2 separate regions of the Mus musculus genome follow, and region 2 is linked to region 1. The links are chromatin contacts, called in public HiChIP or PLAC-seq maps. All regions are on one chromosome and are shown on one strand. Each heading gives the region's core, a stretch centred on a gene start, on an enhancer-like site or on the middle of the called end of the contact. The rest is flanking DNA. Distances are from core to core; before and after follow the strand shown.

Region 1 (2,859 bases), core at 285-2,784:
ACACAGGCAGGCATGGGGGTACACCCATTTCATCCAGCACTTCAGAGGCAGAGGCAGAGGCAGGAGGAGCTAGAACTCAAGGTGGTGTGTCTTAGTTTGGGCTTTATTGCTGTGAAGAGACACCGTGACCAAGGCAACTTTTATAAAGGCAGCCATTTAATTGAGGCCAGCCTGTAGTTTGAAAAGTTGAGTCCATCATCCTCAGGGTGGCGAGCATCAGCAGTGTGCAGGCAGACATGGTGCTGGAGAAGCCCAGAGTTCTACATCTTGATATGAAAGCAGCCAGGAAGGGACTCTGATTCCACACTGGGCAGGGCTTGAGCACAGGAAGACCTCGATGCTCGCCAACACGGTGCTACATTTCCTCCAATAAGATCACATCTGCTGCAATAAAGCCACGCCTCCTAATAGTGCCACTCCCTATGGCCAAGCATTCAAACACATGAGTCTAGGGGGACGGGGGGGGGGGGGGGGACGGGGGGGGGCAAACCTATTCAAACCACTAGGAGATCCTTGGCTATACTGAATCCAGCCTGCTATCAAATTCCAGGACGCTATCAAAATAAATAAACAAACAGCATGCGAAGAAGAGGGAAAGAGTTCCAGGGAACCTGGGGAGAGCTTGTGGGACACTGCACATGTCTGAGCTCTGTGAAGTAGGCTGAAGACAAAAGCAGTGTTGAGAATACCAGTGGTTCCCCGGGGGGGTGGGGGTGGGGGTGGGGGGGTGGGCGGGGGGGGGGCGTTGCTGGGCAGGAACGGCTGCATGTACCTTTCTGCTGCATCTGTCCTGGAAGCTCTATCCTGTGAGCTTCCCAGCATAGACTCTGACAAGCTCTAGTGTACCTGTGAGCAGAATTATCTCAGCCTTGCTAAACCTGAAGAGATGGTCAAATCTCTCTTTTTTCCTGACCTGCCCTCTTTTGGTCTGCCATAGAGGGTGTTACGGTTAGAATCTGGTATGTCCCCCGCAGGCTCATTTTGAGAATCTGGTTCCCAGCTAATGGCACTGTTTGGATGTGGAACCAAAAGTGGGGTCTGGCTGGTAGGCAAAGGTCACCAGGGGTGGAGCTTGAGGGTTATAGCCCGGCCCTCCTTCAAGTCCTGACTCCGCCTCCTAATCTGCCAGGATGTCACCCTGCTGTCTCCTTTCTTATTGCTCTGCTAACAGGGGTGAGGCAGCCAGCGTGCCTTCTCCATTGTGATGGGATCTACCTCCTGGCAGACACTTCAAAAGGAGGGGTTGCCATTCACAAAGGCTCATGCAATTGAGTTACAAAAAGGAAAAAGAAAAAAAAAATTTTTTTAATCTTGTGTTTTAAGTAAGTTTGAAGTTTTCTATTGAGCTGTGCACATACATGTGTCTGTGAGCCAAAAGTTAAATCTCTCTCTCTCTCTTGGTTCACTTCTGTCCGGTGTTTCATTACAGTGTTGGGAAAGTAGAACAAATGGCAAACGCCTGATCCCTATGGGCCAGGTCCAATTACAGCTGCCAGGCCTCACCTCAGGCTGCTTCCTTCTACTCTGACCCTGAGCTATCAACTACAAGTATCTTCAGGAGACCCCTGGCTCTCAGCAAGGGAAGGGCCTCGGAGGCTGGAGACACTGAATGGCAGCTAGCTAACAGTGGCCACCCAGGAACTTCAGAACTCCTCTGTCTTTGGACTTGGCTCAGGGAAGGCTAGAGAAGAGATAAGTGCCGCTGAAATGTTGCATAGGCCTCATACCTTGAGCACAACCTGCCCAGGGCCTTCTCTCTCTCTCCAGTTTGCTGGATGCAAAGGGCCCCGGTATCTGCACCCTGTCACTGTGCCTTGGTAAGCCACCCCATCCCCTCTTTCCCCCCCGCCGAGCCTGTCTTGGACACTTTTCTATTCTCGTGATAAAACACCATAACCAGAGCAGCTTAGAGAGAAAAAGGTTTAATTGCAGCATACAGTCCTAGCCCACTGTGCCGAGACTTCCTGGAAGTAATTCAAGGCAGGAACCTGGAGGCAAGTACTGAGCAGGGTCCCTGAAGGACTGCTGCTGCTGCTGCTGCTGCTGCTGCTGCTGCTGCTGCTGCTTACTGGCTCACCTTCCCGGCTTGCTCAGTCTGCTGTTTCACCTTCCCAGGGATGGTACCACCCACGATGGGCTGAGCCCTCTCACATCGGAAAACAGACTTGCCTATGGACCAACCTAATGGAGCAATTTCTTTGACTGTAGTAGTTCCCTCTTCCCAGAGATGCCCAAGATGAAAGGGGCCTCCTCGCTGAATGTTGGAGCTGCCCGGGCCAGTGCGGACTAAGATTGAACTAACTGCTCTGCTTCCTCCAGCAGCTTTAGTCAACCCGAGCAGAACTCCTGGAGAGAGCCTCTGTCCTTCCTAGTTGGCACCGGCAGACTCCTTCACTTTTTTGGGCTGTCTTCTCCAACCAAACAACCAAACGATGAAACGGATCTCTAGGCACATATGAACGGTTGCACAAATCATGGTATTTATGGCAGTTGCTTTCCGCCCCAAGGAAACAAAACATATTGCAATAACTAAACGCTGAATGCTAGACACGGTGGGAGGGCGATGCAGGACTTACTCTAGATCACACGCTGCATCGCTGTCGCTGCCCGCCGCCCGCTGCTGCAGGCAGACCCAGTCGGGGTCCCGCAGACTCTACAGGAGTGGGTGTGACATGCCGCTGCCGCTAACCTAAGCTATGAGTGGGTTCTGACACTGAGTTGTAGTGTGCTCTGTCTGTGATGCTCTGACTGCTGGCTGGGCTCCTCCTTAGCCATCTGCACTTGCTGTCCTTTGCTTTCTCTTTCTCCAGAGTTAAACCCAGGACTTTGCCCGTGCTAGGCAAACATGGTACCTGCCTA
Region 2 (2,700 bases), core at 26-2,525, 330 kb before region 1:
AACAGGAGAAATATGTCACATTTGGCAGCTGGTAATGACATGGCTGCTGGCGCTGAGTGACTGAAGTGTTGGCAGGGGAGGAGGGAACCTGGTTCTGAAATGTGCTCAGTTCCCAGCACTATCCTGCAGGGGCACCAAGATCCATGCATGTATGCAAGCACGATCGTGAGCACGCACATGTGTACACACACACACACACACACACACACACACACACACTTAAAAGGAATAAAATATTAGGAATTAAGACAAGGGTTTGCTGGCTGATAGGATAGAAAGAACCATGTCTGGTATGAGAGTTTTGAACACAGATCTGGGCAATCCAGTTCAGGGATCCAATGGGGTTCAGTACTCATGGTGTAAGCACTGGATGCCCATGGACTCAGTGGGAAGCCTGTCTTCAGGATCACTAACTGGAATCTGTCATATTCTCTAAAGATAGGATAGTACAAAATGCAACTTCATGGGGTTATTAAGATGAATTGAACAAGGTAGCTGTGTAAAGGTCTCAGAATGGCACTGGGCACCAAACAAGGGCCTGACTTTCACTGTTAATTGTGTAGTTTCATTTTTTAAAATTCCTCCGTGTGGGGCTGGGAAGATGGCTCAGCAGTTAAGAGCAGTGGCTGCTGTTCCAGAGGACCCGATTTCAATTCCCAGCAACCACATGGTGGCTCACAACCATCTATAATGGGATCCAATGATGCCCTGGGTGGTCTGTTTTCACATATATATATATATATATATATATATATATGTAATTGTTTAGGGTTGGTTTTTTTTTTTTTTTTTTGACTCAGTCTTTAAAAAAAAAAATTCCTCAAAGTAACTTGCTGAAGGCAGGAAGCAAGTTCAAGGGACAGAAGCACCTGGCTCTAGATAGATGAGCTTTAACAAAAGCCTGACAAAGGGCTAAGGGCCTCAGAAAGGCCAGGGAGAGTGTTGGAGGTGGTAGTGTAAGACTCTGGGGAGCCTTAGCTTACTGGGGACCCCCTGAGTGAACCACATGGAGATGGGATCGATGCAAAAAGCAAGAGGAATTTATTGTTCCAGTGCACTGGGGTCGTCCCCGGAAGGAGAGGCGGCACCCCCCAGCACCTGTTCTGCGAGTTTTTATGTGATTTCCAGGGGCAGAATAGAGCATCAGCAACTAGGCACAATATGATTGGTGGAACAATGTGCCCTTTAAACTGATTGGTCTTTAGGGAATGAGGTGACTTCCCTTGTCTGAAGGTGGGCAACAGTCTTCCTGTGGAATGTGTCCCCACCCGAGGTCGAGATCAGTTCCGTCCTGTGATCTGAGAAATGTTAATTAGCCTCTCCCTTACAGAGGGGCAAGTGTTTCATGACCTTCCCAAAGTTCCTAAGCTGACCTTTTCAGTAGATGAACTTGTAAAGGGCCACTAGGTTCCACAGGAGACCATGAAAAGGTACGGAGCCAACTATATCAGCCTGAATGCACAGGGCAATGAAGAATCCAGGCTCTGATAAACCCTCTTTCCTGCTTCTCTTAATAGCTACTAACACTAAAGAGGCGGTTATTTAACTTCTCTCTTCCTTAGGTTTCCTATATAAATCTGATTGAGTCCATTCTCTGGTGCTATCAGAGGATGCCTGTGGTATATAAAGAAAAGGTTTCTTTTGGCTCTCAGGTCTGAGATATTCCAGATTAGGTAGCCCTATTAAAGAAGGGCCTCGGGTACTCCAACTCCTGGTAGAGAGAAAGGGGGAAACACCGGCATGTATGAAAGAGGCCAAGCCCAGGAAGCCCAGCGAGTAGCATAGCCTTTATTAATAGCAACTCACTCTCCCAATAGCTAACCCAGTCCATCCAGGAAGGCAATAAGGATTCTACCACACACACACACACACACACACACACACACACACACACACACAGCCACAATCAGGCCCAGCCCTCGGCACTGTGCATTTGAAGGAGGCGAACCATATTTATAGGAGAGGGTCACACAGACCCCAACCACAGAAATGAGGGTCCAAGAAGTGTTGGGCTTTGTTATTGTGGGTGCATCTAGAGAAGCACAGAACACGGGAGAGGGACACACAAATGACAAAGGAGTGTGGGAAGGCAGTACTTCTCTGTATCAGCGACTTCTCTGTGTCACTGTGACCAGAATAGCTGACAGAAACAATATAAGGGAGGGGATGTTGTATTCTGGCTCATAATTTCAGTCTATAATATTGGGAAAGGCATGCTAGGATAACTCAGTCCATGGAGGAAGAAGTATGCTTGGTAGATGTTCCCACGATGGCTAACCAGGAAGCAAAGAGGGGGACCAATATCAGGACAAGGCTACATCTCCAAAGTGCGGGGGAGGGGGGGTCTGAGGGCTGGCAGGATGGCACAGCAGGCAAAAGCACTTGCTGCAGCCACCTGGGTATGATCTTACATGCACGAAAGAGCGTGGGGGGGGGTGCAGAGAGAGAGTTTTAAAAAATAAAGAAGGTAGACCCTAAACAACCTAGCTCTGCCCAATCTGAAGGCATCTCACAAATAGCCCCCATTCTGTGAAGGGTCCACAGTCTCGCAAGGCAGTAGCATATTCTCACAATATGTGCAGAACATGGATTCTAGAGGATATTTGAGATTCAAACCACAGCATTCCTGACTGTACTGCATGATAGGTCAAAAGAAGGGCTTTTTTTTTTTTGAGAATTTGAGGGACTCTGTAGCAAATC

Evidence for each region. HiChIP or PLAC-seq counts read pairs in DNA pulled down with a chosen protein or histone mark.
Region 2: an H3K27ac HiChIP or PLAC-seq map of embryonic stem cells shows a contact between it and region 1, with 6 read pairs. The contact joins two enhancer-like sites. A contact is called at or near these places in 1 of 15 datasets of contacts at CTCF or cohesin (the NIH/3T3 cell line), 4 of 484 Hi-C or Micro-C datasets (bone marrow-derived macrophages, cochlea and monocyte-dendritic cell progenitors), 11 of 115 datasets of contacts at active chromatin or transcription factors (embryonic basal ganglia, embryonic forebrain, embryonic midbrain and 4 more) and 1 of 9 other capture datasets (embryonic stem cells).

What each region holds. Positions count from the first base shown.
Region 1 is chr13:97,259,251-97,262,109 of GRCm38.p6, reverse strand. No RefSeq gene overlaps it. Among named protein-coding and RNA genes, the nearest start is that of Enc1, 20 kb to the right of the region's middle. Within about 2 kb of position 1,534, at least 23 of the 459 cell types and tissues checked have an H3K27ac peak or open chromatin away from gene starts, as enhancers often do. A contact at or near this core is called in embryonic stem cells and epiblast stem cells, where this site is marked.
Region 2 is chr13:97,588,361-97,591,060 of GRCm38.p6, reverse strand. No RefSeq gene overlaps it. Among named protein-coding and RNA genes, the nearest start is that of Gm5086, 30 kb to the right of the region's middle. Within about 2 kb of position 1,275, at least 10 of the 459 cell types and tissues checked have an H3K27ac peak or open chromatin away from gene starts, as enhancers often do. A contact at or near this core is called in embryonic stem cells and epiblast stem cells, where this site is marked.